Linked DNA regions of Mus musculus: region 2 is linked to region 1. Evidence: chromatin contacts called from public HiChIP or PLAC-seq data. All regions are on one chromosome and are shown on one strand. The core of a region is the stretch at or near the end of the contact, and the rest is flanking DNA. Distances in the headings are between cores, read along the strand shown.

What was found. HiChIP or PLAC-seq counts read pairs in DNA pulled down with a chosen protein or histone mark.
Region 2: a FOXA1 HiChIP or PLAC-seq map of pancreatic cancer cells shows a contact between it and region 1. The contact joins the promoter of Tmem52b here to the promoter of 2310001H17Rik in region 1. A contact is called at or near these places in 3 of 39 promoter capture datasets (the C10 cell line, cranial neural crest and neutrophils), 2 of 484 Hi-C or Micro-C datasets (both in liver) and 2 of 115 datasets of contacts at active chromatin or transcription factors (bone marrow-derived macrophages and pancreatic cancer cells).

Annotation. Positions count from the first base shown.
Region 1 is chr6:129,235,858-129,240,494 of GRCm38.p6, forward strand. 2310001H17Rik (RIKEN cDNA 2310001H17 gene) reads right to left here and starts at 2,625. Exons shown (of 4, transcript NR_040268.1): 1 at 2,579-2,625; 2 at 1,882-1,987.
Region 2 is chr6:129,509,976-129,514,612 of GRCm38.p6, forward strand. Tmem52b (transmembrane protein 52B) reads left to right here and starts at 2,582. Exons shown (of 5, transcript NM_001081186.1): 1 at 2,582-3,129; 2 at 4,239-4,282. The coding sequence starts at 3,064.

The DNA of each region.
Region 1 (4,637 bases), core at 1,375-3,874:
GTGGGGGACCAGCCAAACTTCATTTGTCACTCAGAAGTAAGGGTCAGAGACAGGCAATTCAATCAATGTGCCAGGAAAAGGAATCAACAAAGGGATCCGGTGACCTCAAGCTCATCTTGGGATCCTAACATGGCTTTAGGCATAAGCAGGGGAAGAATTAAGGAAGCAGATGGTTCTCTTGAGCAAGAGGACTCTCCAAACCACCTGGAAGAACAGGAACTGAGCAAATGATCAACTATAGCACTGTCAGACTGAGAGCGCTTAGTCAGGAAGCCCTCTGGGCCCTGCACTAATACTTCCTCTGCTGAAACCCTAGCTGATGTCCATTCTCTAGAAGATGGGATTCATTTCTGTGTTCCTCACACAGGCATTTTGTATTTTGACTAAACTCCATATTTCCATCACGAGTCTTGTTTGGAGCATGTTAGAACCTCAGGGCTCAGTTACAGCATGTGCTCCAGGCCTCCTGTTACAAGATGCGTCATGAATTCCAATGCTAGAGTCCCAGACTACACTACATGTGCTGGCCCGTGGCTAAAGCTAATAGTGTTTTCCATGAGTGCTGACTAAACAAGTGGGGAATTCCAGAAACTGGGCACAGTCAGAACAGACTCTTAAGAGATTTCCCCGCAGAGAAGAACAACGCAAAAGTCATCACACCCACCTCTTAAAACACCTTCGTATGCAACAATATGAACTAACCAGTACCCCGGAGCTTTTGTCTCTAGCTGCATATGTATCAAAAGATGGCCTAGTCGGCCATCAGTGGAAAGAGAGGCCCATTGGTCGTGCAAACTTTATATGCCTCAGTACAGGGGAACACCAGGGCCAAAAAGTGGGAGTGGGTGGGAGGGTATGGGGGACTTTTGGGATAGAATTGGAAATGTAAATGAGGAAAATACCTAAAAAAACATTAAAAAAAAAAACACCTTTGCGTGGTTGGTTTTGGCTCTCAATTTAACACAATCTGAAATCACTTGCAAAGGGAGTTTCCATGAAGGATTATCTAGATTAGGATGGTATGTGGGTGCATCTGAGGAAAACTAACATGGGGAAAAAAAATCCTCCCACTGAGATGAAACCATTCTTTGAGCAGGGGATTTTGGACTGTCAGAGAGTGAAGAAATTGCACTAAGCTTCATTGTTCTTTCTTTCCACAGTGGCTGGATTGTGACCAACTGCTTCAAAGGTCTGCTGCCTTCACTTTCCTCCAGTGATGCACTGTGATGATTTGAATGAGAAAAGCCCCTCATAGGCTCCTGTATATGAACACTTGGTCCCCAGTTGGTGGTGATGTTTAGGGGAGGTTGGGAAACCTTTAGGAGGTATGACCTTGCTACACTTAGTACACAGCTGGCGGTGGGTTGGGCTTGAAGAGTTTTTAGCCAATGAAGGAGAAGACCAAACAAATCAGGCAAGGAGACACACTAATGCACAGGTATTCCCAAAACAGTATGGGACATGAAAATCCATAAGATTATCAAATCATTGGGCCTGTAAAAGTGATACTATATGTTCTTCAAGGAAAATATGGGTGCCCTCCTCAATATCAAATTGAAAACTGTGCCAGTGTAAGAAAAGGGGGAGGGGGAGGCAAGATGCACAGTAAAAACCCCACTGCTTCTTATACTAAGAATTATCTGCTCTATAGACAATTACAGACCTAAGCAAAAGTCCTGAAACGAAGGTATCTGAGATGACTCACTGGGCTTTGCCGGGGCTACTGACCTGGGTACATTCCTGGGCCTCACATTTGACTGACACCGAAAAGTTGATCTCTAACCTTTATATGTACACACACACACACACACACACACACACACACACACACACAGTGAAATTACCAACATGTGTATGTTGAGAACTGGAGGGGCTACTCACCCTGAGAACGGAGAATCAGATGCACGGTGCTGGGAGCAAGAGAGCTGCCTTACTAGTCCGTGCAGTGACTAGCCTGAAAGCCACTGCCTTTTCAATTGTGCCACACCTGCAGATATTATCTACATGCAGCTTAACGCTCAGAAGGAGGGTCTCAACTCTCCCAGTTCTCTCCACTTCCTCCCTGCTAACTCCCCTGCCCCAGCAAAGAACACCTAGAGGGCCGCTCAGCAGTTTAAGAATGCTTGCTGCCCTTTTACCTGAAAATTTTAAGTAGTTCAGACAGCTCACTACCATCTGTTAACCCGAGTGCCGCAGCATTCAGTGCCCTCTGCTGAGCACTGGCGCACCTGCAGGCTTGCACACAGGAAGCTCCTCCCATCCTCTCCCCCTCCCTTCCCTCACACAGGAATGCAAATAAAAATATAACTTTAAAAGAACTCGAAGTGTCAACATCACGGTGTCATAAATAACACCGTGCAGAGCCCTATTTAAAATAAACAACCCTGCGGATTGTAGTGCTGCTCCCGGCTCCCTCAAAGCAAATTCTTTCATATGAAACAACAAAGTCTCATCCAACCGCATCGCTAATAACTAAAACGAAACACAAAACAAGTAAGGAGGGCATTGGTTGGAACCCGTGGGCGTCCCTGCTCCTCAAATAACTCTGAAACTCTTCCCTCAGGTATTCCCACTGTACCGAATCTGGAGATCTAAACTAGTCCTCCCTAGTCAGGTGGCGCCGGCTCCATCTCTGAGTTCTACAGGGCAGGAGCCCCAGCCTGGCAGGGCGGGGAGAGGTGGGGTGGGGCGGCACACGGGTGCCTGTCACAAGTCATATCCCGTGAAATGTGTATGTTAAGCCTCCAATTAAAACAGAAAGAGAAGAAATAATCTATCAAAAATCTAACAGACATCCCATCCCTCAGGAAAACAGTTCCATCTCCAATGGACATAAATTCTAATTAATAAACTTTTTTATTAAAAATAAAATTAATAAATAAAATTAATAAATGTTTCCGAACATCAAGACAAGGTGTGACATCCTTTCCTACCTCCTGTTTGTATCTTCTGCTTGTTGCTTGGCTTGTATCGTCCATAGTCATGACTCAAGCCAAAGATAAACTAAGTTTATAATTATAAGGTGCATTAACACACATCTCTTATTTGTTACCTCCCAGATACTCTTTCTTTTGCAAACATTTATAAGCTACTTTATATTGAAAAGTGGGTCAGGAAAACTAGTGATGTAAAGTGATGAATTTCATTTAACAGTTAATTACAATGAATTGATATAGAAAAGCTACCTCATAACTTATATGATTGTAAATCAATGCCTAAATAATTTCTTTCATGCATATACAACATTTAGTTTATATGATATTTTTCACAGATAGACATTCTATGTCCCCAAAGCTTTAAAGAGCTTTGTGAGAAAATGCTACTATACTGTGACAATTCACAGTTGATATGTAGAGAAAAAAACAAAACAAAACAAACAAACAAAAAAACAAGCCAAAAGAAAGAAAGAAACAAGCAAGCAAACAAACAAGCAAACAAACAAACAAGCAAACAAAAAACCAGACTACTTATCATTTCAGGCTTTAATTCTAGCGAAGTGATGAGATAAATCATTATGCAAGTCACATCAGCTAAAGCACACATAGACTCAGTCAAAACATCAGAGGTGTAAAAAATTCCGTGGCTAAACAAGTCAAACCAACTTTTCAAATCATGTATCAAGCAGCAATCCCTCTATCTAGTTTCTATCACACTGGGGCCGTGAGAACCATCAAGAGACTATTGAAAGAGATTCTCACCTGGACACCGCTTCTCAAAAATTCCATTTCCAGAATCACTGCAGCTACGGGATTCTGTAAGAAAATAGCCACGCTAAGAGCAATAGAAATAGAAATAGAACTATTTGCAGAGAGACACTCACAAAGTCTATTTGTACCCACCTCTCTGCCCATCTTGCATTAGTGTCTGTGTCTGCATGACTTAGAGGTCATTGTGAACTTGCTATCTCTGACTGCTGATGCTCATGCATATAGTTCAAGTATGATGCGTGGTGGTGAGGGTTCAGGTGAGAGATAAAAGACTCAAGATTTAGAGAGGGTTGGAAATACCGTTTCAAATTAGTGTACATGGCAGACGAAGTCACTAGCAAACTGGAAAATATCAGAGATGGGCAAATGTGTGATTCAAAACCAGAAAATCAACAGAGTTGTTAAAGAAGGAGACTGTATTTCTGTATTCTTATAGACTTAAGTGCAAAATCACGGCCCACAGAACCCAAATAGTGGACTCCACTCTTGTTTGATGAACTACTGCATCCCTGCGGGTGTGGTTAGAGTATGATGTAAAGTTACTTTCACAAGTATGTTGTTTTTTTTTTTTCAGATAAAGATCAGTTGATTACTTTCTTCGCATTTGTTATGAAATACTAGTCTTCCATTATGTTGATATACTAGGAACACCTTCATCTTGCTAGCATTGAATGCCAGGAGATCTGCTTGCCTAAGCTATCAGCTGACATTGGGTTTCAAGGTGAGAGACAAAATATGTTTTACTCTAGAATCTGAAACAAAGACATCCATTCTCACATGTTTTCACACTAGACTGGGAGTCCCAGCTCATTGTGAAGAAGAGAAAGACTTCATGGCTTCATATAAGAACAAAAAAAAAAGGGTTATACAGACTGGAAGAGAATGAACTAAAGAATTGCTTTTTTAATTATGAGATTGTTGGAAGGAAGA
Region 2 (4,637 bases), core at 1,332-3,831, 270 kb after region 1:
TTAAAACAGAGATGCTTCTTAGTGAAATACCCAAAGGTTTTAGAATGAAACTGACTTCTGCCACTGTCTCCATTCTTGACCATTGGAGATGGCCCAACCCACTGTTCAGACATGTACAGCTTGATGTTGGTACCTCAGAGTACCAGTATTCCTGGTTTCTATTCATTGAGATACAGAATGGAAGGGGAGCAGGAGGGGGTGCACCTGGCAACCAAGGTCAAAGGAGAATAATCAAAGGAACCCCAAGTTAGCAATTCTTTGGCTACACTTGTTAGAGTGGTTGTATAACAATGCCCTGAAGCACAGGTGAAGAGGGCAGTGTATGTGTACCTTTTGTTGGCCGAAGTCCTAGTCCTTCACAACATAGTATAAGCTAATGATTGACAAGCTTAATGGAATGGGATTATGTAGGCTGGTAATGAGAATGTCCTCCATGTCTCCAGCTCCGTGCCCTCTGTCCTTATGCCATGTGGACCTTTTCTTCTTAGGAATGATCTTCCCTCTATCATCATTTCCTACTTAAAAGCTGTGACGGGAGCCATCACAGGACACTGACACATTAGAATCAACAAAGGAAGTTCTTTCCTGCTTATGGGATAAGAAAGAAATGGTACGGGTAATTCTGAAAAAGAAAACAACAAGGGAGTCATTAACCAAAGCCTGTGGTGTTCAGGCCTGCTGGGAAGCTCCAGGGCAAGAAAGACGATTGCAATCATGTGGCCAGAAACTGCCAGGGGGGAAAGCCAAAGTAATTGGAAAACCTGTTCATGCAGGTGAAGGCTGGTGCGGGTGGGAAAAGAAATGGCCTGGTTAGCATGGGAACTGTTCAAGGAAAAAAAGACTATTAGAAAGATATATTGCCATCTAGAAAGGACTGGTAGAAAGACAGAAGAGTCATAGTGGACATTAATGATCCTGTATATTGGAAGGAACCATCACATGTAAGATAGAGATAAATTAAAAGTATCTTAACTAATATCAAATGCTTGCTATCAGGACTGTAATATACATCATAAAGATTCCTTTATTTTGTTATTTATTTGTATAAGTACTTTGCTTTTGTGTATATATGCTCACTACCCACATGCCTGATTCCCATGGAGGACAGAAGTTGGCCTGAGATTCCTCTGGGACTGGAGCTACAATTCATGAGTCACTATGTGGATATTGAGAACCAGAGTGCTTTCCATATCAAATTGAACTGAGCTGACAGAGACATAAAATGCCTTGTCCAAGATCCCATAACAAACAGGGGGTCAAGCAAGTGACTGGATCAAGACCCTGAGCTATGGTCTTAACCCATGCTGGTTTACTGTCTTTCCCACAAGAAAAGAAAACAGGGTGTGTGTGTGGGGGGGGTATTCATGAAGTTTTTCTATTATGTGGTGTTTGAATAAAAATATTCCACACAAGATGCCTCCTTGACCCCGATTTCCTTTCGCTGAAGCAACAGCTGATGCTAGTTCAGGAGTTATTTATTATGCTCTCTGAAGAAGGAGGTGCAGTAAGGTCCAGGCCTAGTGAAAGGCTGTAACTTAAGTCCTGCTCTCCACTCCTCCAGAATGCCTTCTGTCTCACAGAGTTTTCTATTGAAGTTTGGAAAGTACATTTCACTCAAGAGCCTATGTTATAAAAAGAAATGGACAACTTGGAGAGAGCAACATTGTACCAGAGAGTTCTCTCACTGTTTGCTCTCCTTAGCTGAGAACAGGAAATTGTTTGCATTCATAATTCTCACATCATATCATCACGGTCTGATCACATGGTGTGTGGGGCCTTGAGTGTGATGGAACCCACTCCACAAACTCCCTCATCAGGACCCACCCTGCAGCCTCTCCTCATCAATTAGAAAGCAGCTGAAATCTAATTTTGTTCAGTCTTGTGAAACAGACATGTCACTGTGAACCAACACTGAGTGTTCTTACTTAGTACTTTGGGATCTGGGTAAAAGATTCCTCCTTAAATATCAGTCGTTTATATGGCATTCACTGGCTCTGGACAATATTTTCCTGTATAGCCATTTTATATCCTTTCCGTGTGGTGTGCTTATTTTAAAATATGACTTGTAAGTCTTATTTTATTGTTGATAATATGTGGGTTTAGATGGAGGTCTTGCTGTTCCCTAGGGTAGTCTTACTTTCCTGAACTAGACCCATATGATCCTCGTGTCTCAGCCTCCTCAGTAGATGGAACCGTGATTGTATGCTCTGAGCCTGGTTCTCTAGTGACAACATCACAACACTGCTTTAAGAGGAGCAGAGGGAGAGAGAGAGAGAGAGAGAGAGAGAGAGAGAGAGAGAGAGAGAGAGAGAGAGAGAGAGAGTGTGTTAACTTGGAAAATGGTTTTTAAAACTATGCCTGTGTTTCTGAAACTGAAGCAGGAGGCTGAGACCATTGTTAGCACCTGGCACTTCTAGTTTTGAAACCCACTACCTACTCTAAAGTAGGGATAACTTTCTAGCTCCTTTAAAATCTCTTAGTCCTGCTGAATGGCTGCAATAAATGACCCAGAACCTGCAGGGTTGATTATCAACACGGTAAGGGGAGAGTTTTAAGGAGTAAGAAGGCAGATGCCAATCACATGGAGAGAGGGTGGAGAGAGATTGGCAGTGACTTTCAGACTTCAGCGGTCATCCAGGAGCCGAGAGTGTGTAACTAGTTTCCTGATGAACACAAGAACACATCTGGTCACTCACAATCTGCCTTTGACCTATTACAGGTCCAAGTCTCTCATTATAGACTGAGGAAAAAAAAATCTAACTCAGAGGACAAATGTGCTCTTCTTGAATGCAGACGAAGAAAAATTAAATACACAGAAAAGTTTGATTGAAGAAAGGAAGTGGAGAGGAAGCCAATGTGGAGACCCCGTGAAGAGAACTCAGGAGGAGGAAACTAAAAGGGAAAAGGAAACCGTAAAATATAAAGCCAGCGGGAACAAGGAGAGGAGATTGATCTATTGCCGAGAAAAAATTCTCTTTAGGAATCCTTCACCACCAAGTTCCACGTGGCACGGAGCATGGGAAGGATACAGCAGATGCAGCCGGCGTGACCTTTCTGGACCAGATGTTCAGCCTAATGACAGCCTGGGCCCAGGTGCTGATGGCCTCTGGCCTGTTTTATTTCATCCAGGTGTGTTCAATTGTGAAACAGCAGGAAGAAACTTTCCTTTGCGTATTGCTTTAGCTATGCTGTCTCTAGGAGGAAATGGATGGAGCAAAAACTGATATAGAACCCAAAAGGGAGTGAGAAAAGAGTACTATGGTGTTTGTTTAATAATAGGGGGTTTCAGAGATGTGTGTATGTGTATGTGTGTGTGTGTGTGTGTGTGTGTGTGTGTGTGTGTGTGTGTGTGTGTGTGTGTAGATGTATGTATGTGTGACTGATGCTCATGGAAAGAGGGAGAAAAATTAGAACAATCAGAGATAGTATATGTTATACTCAGCTTGAACAGGGGTGCAGGGATTACCCAGTGAGTTCCCAGTACCAAAGGTCTCTTTAATAATATTTTAAACAATTTATTTTACTCCTCTGTGAAAGAAAAGCCTGTGAGTCACCATTTAGTTGAAAAAAGGGTCAGTATAGTGAGAGATTCTGGACAAATGCCAAGGCCAAGTTTACATAGCTAGGAAGTCTAGCTGAGCAAGACACTGCAGAAACTAGACTGCATCTCATTCCTGTGCTGGTAGCAGCTGTCTGCTTTGCTTCCCACGCAAGTTAACCAATATATAAAAGTACATTTTCTTATATGTTCTCTTGGTTTCTGCATTTCCTTTTCTTCTTTATTCTTCTTTCTTTGTAACATCTCCCCCATTGCTCTTCTTGTGTAGTGAGATACTGATGTGGTGAAGGCTGAAAATGAATAGCACTGGGGCTAGATTTCAATTTTCAGCAGTGCAGGGATAAGGAAGACAACCACAATGTCCCAGGGGATGAGTCAGGAGACTTCTAGGGTGACAAACTGACACAGAGGGCTATTCATAATTCCCTAAGGAAGGATGCTCAGCCATGGCCCGAGCCACATAGAAGATCCCTGCTCTTTCAGGAACTTCTGCCTCACAAGATGTAGTCACCAGTCAAAGGAATGACCAATGTCTCAGGCCAGTACAGACCAATCCTATGATCCTGTCCTCATCTTTACAAATAGGTCTGACAGGGTTCAGCCATGATGGGTAGTTGATAGGCTGCTGAGAACTGCAGGTGTGACCATTTCCATGTCTGAGATTATTTCCTTCCCACAGCTTCCTGGGGCCAGGAGTGAGGAGAACTGTGTCAACACTGAACAGTAAGTATCTGAGAGTTCAAGCTAGGAGTAGAGACAGACAAAGTGACAACACCCAAACATAGGCTAAAATGTCAGCAGATAGTGCCGACTTCCCTTTTAACTTAAATGGACACCACCTACCATCATAGACATGTGTGTCATTCCAACTGCTCAGAATCACCCTACTGAGAGTGCTTTTTTTTTTTTTTTTTTTTTTCAAATCAGTCTTCTCGTCAACACAGCACAATTAATTTAAATACATATAGTCAGGGAGACCTGCAAAAGGCTTCCTTAGCTGTGGTTTCCAGTGACTCATTAGGGCAGACTGGGTTCAGCAGCCAGTCATTGGCTTATCTATTTGGATGATTTCCACAGC